Regions from separate parts of the Urocitellus parryii genome. Here region 2 is linked to region 1. A link is a contact called in public Hi-C data. All regions are on one chromosome and are shown on one strand. The core of a region is the stretch at or near the end of the contact, and the rest is flanking DNA. Distances in the headings are between cores, read along the strand shown.

Region 1 (7,213 bases), core at 3,259-5,758:
CCACTTTAAACCACTGCTTAATGGTATCAGATTAACATTCTCTAATTTCCTTCTAAAGGCTTTAAGATAAAAGTTGAAGCATTGGCCCAGAAGAGAGCTTTGTAGAAATTTGTCACTTTATAGAAATATTATGGTTGTTCCTCATAGCTGTTAAGTTATTTTTCCCAACAACTAGTCTTTAAAAAATTTGTTGTTTTTCAATCATCTTCAGTTCATCACATTGTTTCTTGGGTGTCCTGCCTTGTTCATGTCTTTTCAACACTGCCAAATAGAGTAAGATGGCAATTTCTTTAGTTAAGAGAAATATTCTCATATCTTTTTACTGTGTGTATGCAAAAAAATTATGGAAATTGGAATGGGAAATGGAATGGGTATATGAAGGTGAGTACTGGAGATAGTCATGAAAGAACTGGAGAATTATTTTTTGTTTTTATCTTGTTTGCCCCCCAGCCAATCATTTTTGTAGACATCTTTCCAGTCTACAAACCAAACCAACCAACTAACCAACCAACACTTGCTTCTTAAAAGTAAAGAATGAGGATGAATTTAGGAAAATAAAACTGGATTTAGACATACTATGCAAAATGTTCTTTGTGGTAGATTTAATATCATGAGACAGATATTTAAGAAATTTGTAAAAGTGATTAATAGGAAAACCCAGAAAGAGGTCCTGGCTACTCTGTTGTGTGTTTTATGTGACACTACAAGAAAACAGCAGGAAAGTGAAATCTTGGATATTTAAGGATTCAAGAAGTGTAACAGAAGAAAATATCACTGACAACAACTCTGTCTTACAAATAGGAATGCCTTTAAATTATAGAGTGTGGGAATATTGCATGATTCGTATGCTTGTAAGACCAAAGTAATCAATGAAGAGGGAACACATTGATTGGATTATCATCTTAGCAACTTAATTACTGCAATACAAAGAAAAAAAAAACCACCAAACAATTTGGACTGTTCTTTAAGATACACACACTGTCTATTTTTTGTATAATATTTGAAAACAATAAAAATTCTATGATTTGGGTATGGGTTCTTTTGTATGTATTACCTGTCTGTGGAGGAAAGGGGTAAGTCCATTAGGCAAACTTAACTCCAAACCTGTTCTATCCTGGATATGTAAGGAACCGTGACAGCTGTATGGAATCAATGTTATCAAGCAAAAATGAGAAAGCTACATGCTGGCTACCAAAAGGCATTTATGAAGTGACTATTTGCTGCACATGTTCCAGAGAAAATGCTGCATAAGGCAGTTTGTCAAAATCATGTTTCTTTATAGTTAAAACCAGATGAAAACTCTGATTTTTGCACGTAGTGAAGACATTTGGCCATTGGTTAATCATTTTTAGTGATGGTCCCATAATTATATATCAGTTATAGAGACCATGGGTGGGTCACAATTAATAGAAAACATTGCTTTTGAATAAACCAGCAAACTTCAAAACTTCCATATTCTGATGTTGAAACCAAAATGAATCTAAAGGCTTTTTCAAACTCTTAGTATGTGAGCTCTTAGAGAGCAGGGTTTGCATGTGCCTGTCACCTGCCAGGATTTCATACTTCAATAAATGCTGTTTGGTGACTCAAATTCTTGAAAACTCATATAATTTTTTTTTTTTTTTTGGTACTGGGGATTGAACTGAGGGACATTCTACCACACACATCCCAGCACTTTCTATTTTCTGAGACGAGGTCTTCCCAAGTTGCACAGGCTGGCCTCAAATTTGTACTTCTCATTTAGCCTCCTAAGTATCTGAAATAACAGGCATGCACCACCCTGCCCAACTCATGTAATTTTGATGTTACTGAGGCTGGTCAGTGTGAATTATTTTAATTTGATGGTTTTTCTACTACACAGTAAAAGCAAAACACGTTTTGGGTTTTGAATTATATTTTTAAGTGGCTATCTTCAATATTCTCTAAAGGTTTTCTTGCTTTCCAGGATTAATTCCATTATTTTCCAATTTGACTAACAGTATTTTCACAATTCCTTAAATGCTATTTGCCTATCTTCATCATTTACAGAATCCATCTTCTTAATGAGCTTATCTATTTCTTTACCTGAAATGACTGTCTTTGGACAGTCTGTACATCTAGACCAGTCCCCTCTCTTTCAGGCATTTATATGTGGTTAAAAGGCACAAATCTTTAATCACCTCCTAGTCATCTTCACCTAGCCATCAATAAGCTATTTTTTGAGCTTTCATTAAGTGCCTAGACATTTTACACATTTCCTTTCATTCTTAGGGGTGTGGTTTCAGTTTTATTGATGAGACTATAGCCAGTACTTGTGAGGCCAGGATTTGAATTATTTTCTTTTCACTTACCTTGTCATCTGCCATTACTATTATTTTTGTAGTGTGTGTTTTAACTTGCAAAAAAAGAGGAATATTTTTAACGAAGCAAGAGGGAAGGTGCAGTTAGGGCAGGATCAGAATCCTTAAAATGTGAAAACCACAGCCCCTCTGTAGTGTCTGTTTCTATTTGTGGCTTGCATAGGCAAAAAAGCCTGCAAAACCTCATTTGCTGTTTCTGATCCTCTATCAGAGGCAGATAGTTTTGCTTATTAAAAAATATTGTGGAAGTAACCTTCAATCTTCAAGTAAAAGTATGAAGAAGATGTAGCCTACTTATGTGGACTCACAGCCCATCGACATGTAACTTTAAAAAAAAAACCCTACAGGAATTGTTCTGAAAATGACTTATCACACAGTCCTTGAGAAGTTTACCATTTGGCTGAACTAGGACATGCTATACCTATTGAGTTTCAGTACTAGGGAGTACTCACCTGGAATAGAATTTATATTAAGCTCCTACTGAATTTATAAGGGTCTTCCCACAGTTGGCTAGTTATTGTGAATCCTACAATTATTTCTAATGTTTTGTACATTGTCTATGCCATACAAGGCATGAGAAAGGCATCCCTAGTCAGAGGCATTAGTAGAATAGGGTTTGTGGTCCTAAAAAGTACTTCCCTCGGTAATTTTTTCAAATGTCATGGAAAAGTGTGTGCCACCTTGTCTCCAAAACAGCTTGATTGCAGGTTAACATTAAAACTACTGGGTAAAAGATGGCTGAACTACTTCATTCATTAAAAAGTGAAGTATGGTGTTTGAAGAGGGTGGGCAAAATCTCGGAATTAATAATATTGAGGTAAAAAAAGTGACAGAGCCTCTGGTACAATACACAGGCACTATCTGAAATTCCCTAATGTTAGGGAACATACAGATGTGAATGGTGGGAACATAGAGATTAAGAGTAATTCCCCCCAAATGGGCCCAGTGTGCTGCCCCCACATGCTTTCTTTTCCAGAAAGCAGTTTACCTGCAGCTCTGTCTGGCCATTCCTCAGCAAACTGCCAGTTATCTGCAGGAGAACTACAGGTGGTTGTTAAGAGGACCCCAAGTTGCACTGAAGGAGGAGCCTTTTATGACCAGATACGGAAATATTAGGAGATAAGAATAGTTCCTCCTAGCCTTAAAATCTACAAGAATATATGGTTAAGAGTCCACCTAAAACTTAAAAATAAATAAATATTTTTTAAAAAATCCAATTAGAACTGGCCAGCATGGGCTAAGGTGACCTAGAGTTGTCAAGGCAGTAGGGATTTGAAAGACTGATGTCATCTTGCTGTCAGCCAAAAGTCATGAGGTGGACCTGGGTGGGACATTTTGGAAACATCTCTGGAATCCGCAATAAGTGTAAGAATGGCACATTGTTTCTCTCCTCTCATAGAGGCAATTCTCTCCTTTGAGAGTGTCCACATTCCTTTTCCCTATCCTTTCAATAAACTCATTCCTGTTACTCTGAGCAACATGTCTGAAATATTTCTGACTTGATCACAAGAATCAGGGTTTGAAGGGCAGGTTTTTGCATTGCCTGGTTCTTGCAAGGACCGAGCTCCTTAACACTAGAAGGTACAATAGCTATTAGGAGGTGACAGACGTCTCAGATTATTATATTCACGTGAGGAATGGCCCCAGAAGTGGCAAAGGATTAACTTGCATCCAGAATTTCACGAATGTGAATTGTTCGATGTGAACTGCGTCTTACTAAGTGCCCAGTACAAAAGACCTAACAGCAAATTCCTTCCTTCATGGAGAAACTTCGGAAAGCACCTAAAATTTTAAGTGCTCAAAGTCACAAAGAAAGCAGAGCACTGGCGTGCATATCCGGACTTCCAATTCTAAGTTGGGTAACAGGGAGATAACTTCCAATTCTAAGTAGGATAACAGGGAGAACTAAGTAGGTTAACAGGGAAAACTGAGGGAGCCTGAAAGGTTGCATTACCGCACTCTGCCATGAACTAAGCGCACTTCCCACACGAAACGGCGATCTCCAGTCCCTGAGGATATAGTCCATGCATTTTAACTTAAACCTCCACCTCCTACACTTCTTCATCAGCACAGCACAGCCCTCAAACAGCCAGTCCTCCTGGCTCCGCGGCCGGTGGGCGGGCCTCTCCTCGCTCCGCCCTTGACCCGCACGCTTGCGGAACGGAGGCCGTAGGTCAGAGGTTGTGAAGGCGTCATGGCGGCGCTGTGTGGGACTCGTGCCGTGGCTGCCGAGAGCCATTTTCTGCGAGTGTTTCTCTTCTCTAGGCCCTTTAGAAGCGCAGGCACTGAGAGTGGCTCCGAAAGCGGGAGCTCCGATTCCTCGAAGCCTCAGACGAGTCCAGGCGGCTTTGCCAGCGCGTTGGAGCGGCACTCAGAGCTGCAGCGGAAGGCGGAGCTCCGACGGGTGAGAGGCAGCCGCGGAGCCACGCCCACGACGCGGTTGAGTGGCTGGGGCCGGCGTAAAGGGTGGGGCCACGCCAGTGACATGTGGGCGGGGCCGGGCCGGATGGTGGGCGGGGAGTCGGCGAGGGGAACCGGAACTGGGAGGGCTGGAGGTGGCTGGTGGCTTGGGGGACCTGGGGGACCTGGGAACCTGGGAGGCTGGAGGGCGGTTGTTGGGCCGTATGTTGGCTCTGTGGCTGGCGGCTTGCTGCCGAGCGCGTGGCTGGTGTTTTTCTTCATTGGTTGTACTTTTATGTGACTGACTCTGTAAGCGCGGGTCTTGCTGGCCCTTGGGCAGCAGGGAGCGCTGCCAGTGAGGCGGTCTGGGGCGAGTCCGGGGACTGGTAGAAGTGGACTCACACTGGGAGAGGCAAGGCTCTGCTTGGTCTCCTTCTATACAACAGCTCCAGTGTGGAGCTTCTTGGTAGCTGTTCTAAGCATTTGTTAAATAGGGGAACGATGGAATTACTATTTTTCTGAACTTGGGCAAGTGATTTAACAGGTCAGTGCTTCACTTTCCTTTTCTGTAAGTGACTTTTTTGGGTTTATTACCCCTTTGCCTTACCAATATTTTTCTAAAGTACGAAATAACTAAATAAGCGAAATAAAGGAAATAGACAGGTACAGATGTTGTTTTTGTTTTGTTTTTTACTATTGCATTCAGCAGACATGAAATTGGATATATTAAAAAAATTCTCAATTTCTGTATTTATTTCCTTGGGGAATAGTATCAAATAGCTAATAGGCAGTTTCTTGGATTGTAGGATCATTTTAGTCGTTAGAGTCAAAATTTTCCTAAGATCCAAGGTATAAAAGAAGTCTGATGTATATTCTCTTCTGCTGTAACAAATTACCACAAGTTTAGTGGCTTAAGACAAATTTGTTATTTTGAGGGTTGTGAGAAGTCTGCAGTCTCACTGGGTTACAACCAAGGTGTTGGCAGCATTTCCTGTTCCATAGGTTTTGGGGAGGAACTGTTTCCTTGCCTTTTCTAATTTATGGGGGCCACTGCCATTTATTGGCTCCTGGCCTCCTTTTGCTTCTTCAAAGCCAGTAACAATAGGTTGAGGCCCTCTCACAGGGAGTTCTGTTATGTCTCATTCATTTTTGTGCTCCTTTATGATTATATTGGATCTGCCAGATAATCCACAATATTTTTTCTAAAATTAGTTGATTAGCAATCTTAATCCAACCTGCATTTTAATTCCTCTTTGCCACAGAAGGTGACATTCACAAATTCTAGGAATTTGGATGTGGACATCTTTAGGGGCACATTATTCTGTCTACCATACCTGAAATCATCAAAGGGATGAATCGGATTCATCCTTGGCATAAGGCATTGCTAACGAAGTGTGGTAAGGTAGGAAGCATAAATATAATTCAGTGTTCTTCTGAATATTTGTGTAGGAAAAGAATTTCCCTGTTTCTCACCTTCATCCTTTCTCATTACCAGCCCCATAAGTACCCCATTTTAAGTTTCTTCAAAATCTCCAGAAAATAATTCTCAGATTGCTGAGTTAATTGTGGTAAGAATGAAAATTGTTGCATCACATTAGCAAGTGTTTGAAGCTAAAATTGTCTCCCATATTTTAGTGTTTCACATGATGAGCAGTAGTAAATGTTTAATGAAGGAGAAATTCAGGGTATTTATGAGTGAGCAGGATTCCCTTTCCATTCCTCTCCAAGACAATTCTAATTGGACTGCTCAGTTTTTCCAGGAGGCAACTGGGTATTTCCTGGGAGTCTCAGCACATCCGTTGGATTTGCCTCGTCCAGCTCAGACTCAACAGTCTCCATGGGCAGTTTTTCTTCACTAACATAGTTTTGAAAACATTATTCTATTAGATGGAGAGTAAATGTGTTTAGTTCTAACATGTGGTTCACATTTTTCTGGTTCATAGTTCTTGGACATCTTGGTTTAATGGAAGGGTAATTTCCTGGGAAGGATGGTATCAGGAATCTGGGGTGTAGTCTTGTGTTTTATGAGTTCTTAGCTTTGTAGCATTTTGAGTGTTCCCTTTTATGCAGTAATGAATACCTCTGACTTCAGCTGTGCTGAAGGTCATTATAGACATAGCAACAGAGTTCTGCTCTACAAATCAGACATAAGGAGGTGGTCTTTATGTTTTTCTTGGGAACGTTGTAAACTGCCATTCCTGTTCCCTCAAACTTAACAATACATTTCTTGCTATGGTATTAAAGACTTACTGGCCTGGGGCAGAGGTTAAAAGTTGCTCAGTTTGAGGCTGCTGGGATTGTGATACTCATCCAGTCTTCTTACTAGTTGAGTGACTTTGACAAATTAGCTTGCATACTCGAGTTTGCACCCTTATATCTAAGTGAAAATAATACTCTAATTGGAGTTATTGGGAAGTTTATATGAAATAATACATTTAAAAGATTCTCAGCACACAGTGTAGAGAAAGCCTTCA
Region 2 (7,213 bases), core at 1,518-4,017, 230 kb after region 1:
TGCCAGAGAACACAACAGAAGACACTCTGCGGAAATATAAATAAATATCCACATGTGTATAGACAGACAAGGCCTACAAGCAAATTCAAACGGTGATTCCTCAGGATAGGTGAACTCCAAAAATGGAGTACAACATCTTCTCCTTTACCTCCAGTTGGAAAAAGACCCATTCCTGAAGGGCTAGACCTGGGTAGCCCTGATTAATTTTCAAGGTGCACCTTGCCTTCAAGGAACCTCATAAAAGTTTCAAGTAGTTCTTTATTCCAAGCTTTCCAGGATAAATACTCTACAAAAAGCAAGTGGTGAGAACATTACAGGGACCCTCAGCCCAATTCTCTCCTCTGATTCCACTCTGGGGAGGAGCTGCCACCCCCACTCTTCCTGGCAACAACTGAACCCCCTCACCCATCTCATCTTGATCTTACTTAAGTCCCTACCCAAACTCAGAAGAGGCCTCCCAGATCTCATAATGTGTTCTCGCTCCCAAACTTTGAGGCATCAATAACCATTTTCCTGGTGTATTATCTGATTTCCCCATTGGGATGTGAATTCTAGGAAGGTAGGGCTCTTCTAGAGTTTTGGGTCAACTTTCCTTTCTCAGGCCCTCCTAGCACAGTGTCAGGCACACAGAAGGCACTGAATAAGTGTTTGTTGGGCACATGAAAGAATGAGACGATATCCTCCTTTTTTGACAGTAAACATGTATATGTGAGAATATTTCATTTAGGTATCAGAGAGGGATCAAGCATGGTCAACCCCACCCTGTCTTTTCCTCTCACCTGCTGCTTGTCCACACCTGTACACAGCAGTGAAAATGGGCCAAAGAAGACCTGACTCATTGCAGGTGCTATAGGCTGGGAAAGCTTACAGATCCACAGAGGAATGGACACACTGTTCCTGGGGGCAGAGTGGCCTGTCACTTTAGGAGAAGAAACAGAATATCAGAGGGATTTTTTGAAAGGCAGAGAGTTGGTTTCTGAATCATCAGGTTCTGGGAAGGAAGAGGCATGCAGTGTGATGTGTCTGACTGAAGACTGAGAGAGTAAAAAGAAGCTTTGAAGTAGAACTTCCAGTTTTGTGATAGCAGCAACCTCCAGGATGCTCTGTTACCTGCAGAAGGAGCAGAGAAAATAGGTGGTGAGTCTGATCTTGGATTGACAACTGACAGGCAGCATGTGGGGAAGTATGAGGAAGAACAGTGGTCTGGATTTCAGGAAGAACAAACCCAGTATGTAGGAACCCAACCTGGACACGGAAACAGAGGGGGATGGAAGGAAAGGCTGAGAGGTTAAAGGTTAAGGTGAAGCAGATTAAAGCTTCAGTGGGAGATGAGAGGTTGGACCTGTATGTAGAAGTGGTGGGGGCTCAGAAAGGAAGACGTCAATTAAACTCAGGCCACTTCAGTGTGGCTTTCAAGGTGTGTTAAGATGGCATTAAGGTCTACAATGAATGAGGTCTAGAAACAAAGAAGCTATTTGCAAAAGTAAAAAAAAAAAATCTTTTTTTTTAATATTCCGACGTTTATTAAGCTTTCCCTCAAGCTACTCAAGAATGTGAGATGAATCACTCTACAGTTTTGTAAGGTATAGAGCAGTCGATTTTCAAAACAACCATCCTAACCTTCTGTACAAATCCTGGAATCAGTTCTGAGATTTAAAACTGTATTTTTACAAGTCCGTCTTCCTGGGATCCTCGCAGAAAACTTCATGGAGCATCTACTATGCGCCATGCCACAACCGAAGCCAGAAGGCGGTGTATTTGTGTGTGTGGTGCGTTGTCTACTGATCAGAGACATACATCCTCGCAGTGAGGCAGGCCTCAGATGCAAACGCCCGCCCCGCCACCCTGTCGCCGGCTGAGAGGATCTGGCAGCCAACGCGGGGCGGGGAGGAGGGTGAGGGTTGGGGGAAAACCAACATGATGAATATCCCCAGGGACTCCCCCCTCCCCGACTTAGCCTACAAAACCAGCGCTCCACTTCCCCGGAAATTAGATGCATGGGGAGTTCATTCCATGCTGGAGACTGGAAAGCCCTTGCAGAAGCGTCTCGCTACACTGGCGGGCTCAGTCCCCAGAAACGGAAGAACATCCCCCAAACCACGTCCTGCTCCTCCATGTGACTAGCCTCTGGGCTGGTAGCCACAAAGGACGTGCCCGGAGCACAAGAGACACCTCTCTGGGTTTCCTGCTGGTTCCACGGAGCGACCAGCGAGAGGCCCCGCCAGGTGCACCCAGCCGGGCCCTGCCAAGAGCGCGCGCCTGCAGCCGCGGAGCACTGGCGGCTACGTAGCCGAGATTTACGGCGGCTCAGGGCGGTGGCTTCCGGGGCCGGCCGGCGCCCAGGCTCCGATTACAGGTTCACACGGGGAGCCCAGCCCGCGGCCGCTCAGTCCGGGCGGTGCGCCCTAGCGCAGCCTCGCTCCCCCGCCTGGCCATTCTTCTCCATTCATGCGGACGCCCAGCGCCGCCGCCGCCGCCGCCAGCGCGGCCGCCGTCGCCGTCGCCAGCCGCCCGGATTGGCTGGCGGCCGGGGCGCCGGCACTTTCCCACGGCCCGCGGCGCGTGCGGCTCACCGGCGGCGCTGCAGGCGCGGCCCTGGCGCACGGCCAGGCCAATCGGGGCGCGCGGGGCGGGGCGGGGCCGCGGCTGCCGGCGGGCTGGTGTCCCGACCCGGCCTCCCGCGCCTCCTCGCCGCCGGCCCACCGTCGCCTGCACCTCCTCCTTCCCCACAAGTGGAGGCCGGGCAGAGCCCCCGTGGAGCCGACGCACCGCCGCCGGGCAGGGGCGGGCGCGGGGGCGGAGGCGCTGTCCGCCCTCGCCCTCAGTCTCGCCCCCGCCCCTCCCCTGAGCATCTGCCACTCAGCGGAGTAAGGAGCTGGATTGGCTGCAGGGAGGCGGTTGCCCGGGAGCCTCGGCCCCGCCCCTCCGCCCCCTCACCGTCTTCCCTACGCCCCCGCCCTCCCTAGGGCCCTGGGAAGGGGCTCAGCGTGGGAAAGGGATGGTTGAGTTTTAACCGGAGGCAGAGCGTGAGCGGGATCAGTGTGTGCTGAACGCTAGCAGCCGAGCGCTGAGAGGCGCCGCGGTTGTTAACTCCTCCCTGCCCACTGCGTCGACCCTCCCCTGAAGCCCCAGCGCAGCCAGCATGAAGCGAGCTCACCCCGAGTACAGCTCCTCGGATAGCGAGCTGGACGAGACCATAGAGGTGGAGAAGGAGAGTGCGGACGAGAATGGGTAATTTGGAGACGGTTGAGCGGGGCCAGAGAGGGAGGAGAGACCCGACTGACTGGCAGCGGTGACAGCGGGCGAGGGTTCAGGAGCTGCTGCTCTGAGCCGACCTGTGTGCGTCGCAGGCTGGCCACTGCCGGTGGCGAGAGACCCTCGAGTCACCTTCAAGTCCAATTTGCCAAAATAGTCTTGAGTGCAAGAAGGGCTTTGGGGCTACCCTTAGATCATCTCCACTCGCTTAACGACTGTTCTCCCCCGCAACCCCCTTTCCTTTCAGAAACTTGAGTTCGGCTCTAGGTTCCATGTCCCCAACTACATCTTCCCAGATCTTGGCCAGGAAAAGACGGAGAGGCGTGAGTTTTAAATTTTATTTTGAACGATTGCTCCTCTTTTTAAATTTTATTATTAATTAACAGAAAGAATCACATTTCTTCTCTTTGAAATTTGCAGTCATCATGGAAATGTCCTTCTTTGTTTTGCCTGCTTCCCACAGATCATTGAGAAGCGCCGACGAGACCGGATCAATAACAGTTTGTCTGAGCTAAGGAGGCTGGTACCCAGTGCTTTTGAGAAGCAGGTAATGGAGAAAGTAGGTAGAGTTATCAGTATAGCTATCTGCGCCTTCTGACTCCTTCCCCCATAAATCTGAACCTTATTCATGTCTTGGAAAATAGTCGTGTTGCTTATGTCTCGATGAATTCATACAGATTTTCCAACGGATTTTGTGAAGACAATTTTGCTTTAGTCCACACTTGTTGATTTACAGAGAAAGAGTAACATATATATTATATAATATGTGATATTATATAATATGTATATGTGTGTGCGTGTGTGTTATATGTTTTCCACCAAAGGCACTCGTGCCAAATCAGTCTTTTGTCATTCTCTTCTTTAGGGATCTGCTAAGCTAGAAAAAGCTGAGATCTTACAGATGACCGTGGATCACCTGAAAATGCTGCACACGGCAGGAGGGAAAGGTACTTCTTATTAGTCCTGGAGACCTCTATCTCGTCAGGGTACAGGGAACAGTAGGCATAGTCCAGGATTGGTGCAGTTCCTGCCTGCTTTTTCTCTGGGGGTGGGCAGAGAAGGATGTGTGGCATGTGCGCTTGCCTGTTAGTATGACTTTAATTGAACATCTGATTTTTTCCATTAAATATATTACCCCAGCCCTTTGCAAATTATGCTAGTGCATCTTTTGGAAAGTGCCTATCCAAAAAAAAAAAAAAAAAAAAAAAGTCTCTGAGATCCTCTAAAGTTTTGACAGCCCTGATTCAGATATCTGCCACATTTGTCCATTGCAATTTTGAGAAATAGCATGCACACACATGTACATATATTCTTAATTTCTTACATAGGATTATTATTATTATTATTATTATTATTATTATTATTATTAAGGAGCTGACACATCACATCCAGGACAGAAACCTGTTGTGGTTTAGTAGAGAAAAACCTAACAGAAGGTGGGAGACCAAGGTCTGTGGGTCGGTCTCCTCTGTCTCCAGCCTGGAAAATGCTTTACTGAGGACCAAGTGCCTAAAAGCTCCACGATGATAACTTACATCTGTGTGTCTAATGAATTTCACTGCTCTGTGGTTTCTCTGTCCTTGATGTATTTTTTGTTGTTGTTGAGGGAAAACATTAAAGGAATGAGCATAGTTTCATCTGCTGGTAGGGTATAATTCCAATTTGTGCTCAGCAGCTCCTAATTGGACTTTGAACTTGCATTAGCAAATACATTCTACTCATGTTGATTAATGCAAAGATTTTTGGTCCGCTCCAGAGTATTTGGGTTTGCAGGAGAACCCCCGTGACTGTTCTGTTTTCAAGACTAGGTATTTGCCAGAAAAGACTGCCTTTGGGGAGGAAGAAAGGCGGGTAATGAGCAAAACCCTGAGTTTTTTTCTTTTGTTCTTTTCTCAGGTTATTTTGACGCACATGCCCTAGCTATGGACTATCGGAGTTTGGGGTTTCGGGAATGCCTGGCGGAAGTTGCCCGTTACCTGAGCATCATTGAAGGACTAGATGCCTCCGACCCGCTTCGCTTTCGATTGGTCTCACATCTCAACAACTACGCCTCCCAGCGGGAAGCTGCGAGTGGCGCCCACGCGGGTCTTGGACACATTCCCTGGGGGAGCGCCTTCGGACATCATCCACACATCGCGCACCCGCTGTTGCTGCCCCAGAACAGCCACGGCAGCGCTGGCACCGCTGCATCGCCCACGGAACCACACCACCAGGGCAGGTTGGCCTCGGCACATCCGGAGGCTCCTGCTTTGCGAGCGCCCCCTACTGGCGGCCTTGGACCGGTTCTTCCCGTGGTCACCTCTGCCTCCAAACTCTCACCGCCTCTGCTGTCCTCAGTAGCCTCGCTGTCTGCCTTCCCCTTCTCCTTTGGCTCCTTCCATTTACTCTCTCCCAATGCACTGAGCCCTTCGGCACCCACGCAGGCGGCAAACCTTGGCAAGCCCTATAGACCTTGGGGGACGGAGATCGGAGCTTTTTAAAAAACTGATGTTATTTAAAAAAAAAAAAAAAGAGGGAGGGGAAAACTTAAAATCCCAGCTGAGCTGGACTGTTGCCAACATCACCTTAAAGTCGTCAGTAAAAGTAAAAAGGAAAAAGGTACACTTTCAGATAAATTTTTTTAAAGACTAAAGGTTTGTTGGTTTACTCTTTTTAATTTTTTTATCATGTCATATATTGGCAGTTTAAAAAAACTAGTTGTTAATTTTTGTTTAAAACATTTAATTGAGATAGTACAAACCTATTCTTTGTGATAGGTTTTTACTGTGTCTAATTTACTTTGTAAACCTATCTAAGAATGATTCCATTTTGCCTCAGAGTTTTAGGAATCATAAACTTTAGTGTTTTTGGTCTGTTTTTCTCCTTGTATAGTTGCAGTCTGATTTTAGAATTAATTTTTCAAACCACTATGCTCAATGTTAACATGATTCTGTTTGTTAATATTTTGAGAGATTAAGGTGTATGAATAATATTCTTTGTGTGTAGGGGGAACTATATTGAATTTTATATTTCCAAACAAAGCGGTGACAAATCAGATGATTAGCTTTATCCAAGAAAGAAGACTAGTTAATTCTCTGCCTCCTCAGCAGTCAGTTGGATGTACATACTATCAGTGACCCTGAATCCACTGAACCAAGTGCCATTGTCTGCTAGAACTTGCCCTTCTGGCAATTCAGGCCTAGGAGACAGCCACTGGTGGGTTAGGGCCCCATTGGGAGTGTTGGAGAGGAAACAGAAGACAATTGCATAGAATATGCCTGCATTTACCAGCCCCAAGCAATGCAATTAATTTTTAATCCCACAGATCTCAAATTCTTAAGTGTTAACCTGGATAAGTGATCACGTGTGCAAGTGGTCAATTGAATAGTACAGTGGAACCTGCTAAATGTATGACCTAATTTTCCTGGAGCTGCTGTATTTTTTTGAACTGAAAAAAAAATTTTTTTTTATGTTGTGTTTTCCTTTTGGTGCATGGAAATGTGGTTGTTGAGATATTTAAAGGGGCTTTGCTGCCTTCTTCTCTTTGGTTTATTTAATCTGATTTGGGCTATAAATGTATCATTTTACAGGTTTATTCCTTTAGCAGGTGTAGTTTCAACAACCTCCACTGAACTGGGTTTGACCTCTGTTGTACTGATGTGTTGTGACTAAATAAAAAACAAAGAACAAAGTATTCTGCTGTGTATGTCTTACATTCCTTGGCCTTTCCCTCTATAGGCTAAGAAAAGACAAAATTCTTTCATTTTTTTCCTTCCAATCGATTTTCATATATTTACCAATTTCATTACTCTTGGAATTCTAAACTGCAAATTCAAGTTTTGAATAACGTGACTTCCTTACAATGTAGAGCTTTGGAGTGCCCCCCAGCCCCCAACAAGGGAACATAACCCTTTAGCTATTAAATAAGATCTTCTTGCCCTAAACTGATCATCTGTGGACTAGGAAAGCTTAAATCAGA

Evidence for each region. Hi-C and Micro-C count contacts between places; a contact is called where the count stands out from the background.
Region 2: a Hi-C map of liver shows a contact between it and region 1, with 3 times the contacts expected there. The contact joins the promoter of Hey1 here to the promoter of Mrps28 in region 1. A contact is called at or near these places in 2 of 2 Hi-C or Micro-C datasets (liver and muscle).

What each region holds. Positions count from the first base shown.
Region 1 is chr7:52,488,347-52,495,559 of mUroPar1.hap1, forward strand. It overlaps Mrps28 (mitochondrial ribosomal protein S28), which reads left to right and starts at 4,509. Exons shown (of 3, transcript XM_026382742.1): 1 at 4,509-4,743. The coding sequence starts at 4,534. Tpd52 (tumor protein D52) reads left to right here. Exons shown (of 7, transcript XM_077800388.1): 7 at 1-565.
Region 2 is chr7:52,718,980-52,726,192 of mUroPar1.hap1, forward strand. It overlaps Hey1 (hes related family bHLH transcription factor with YRPW motif 1), which reads left to right and starts at 2,768. Exons shown (of 5, transcript XM_026383168.2): 1 at 2,768-3,231; 2 at 3,503-3,578; 3 at 3,719-3,802; 4 at 4,121-4,202; 5 at 5,152-6,909. The coding sequence starts at 3,143. The coding sequence ends at 5,735.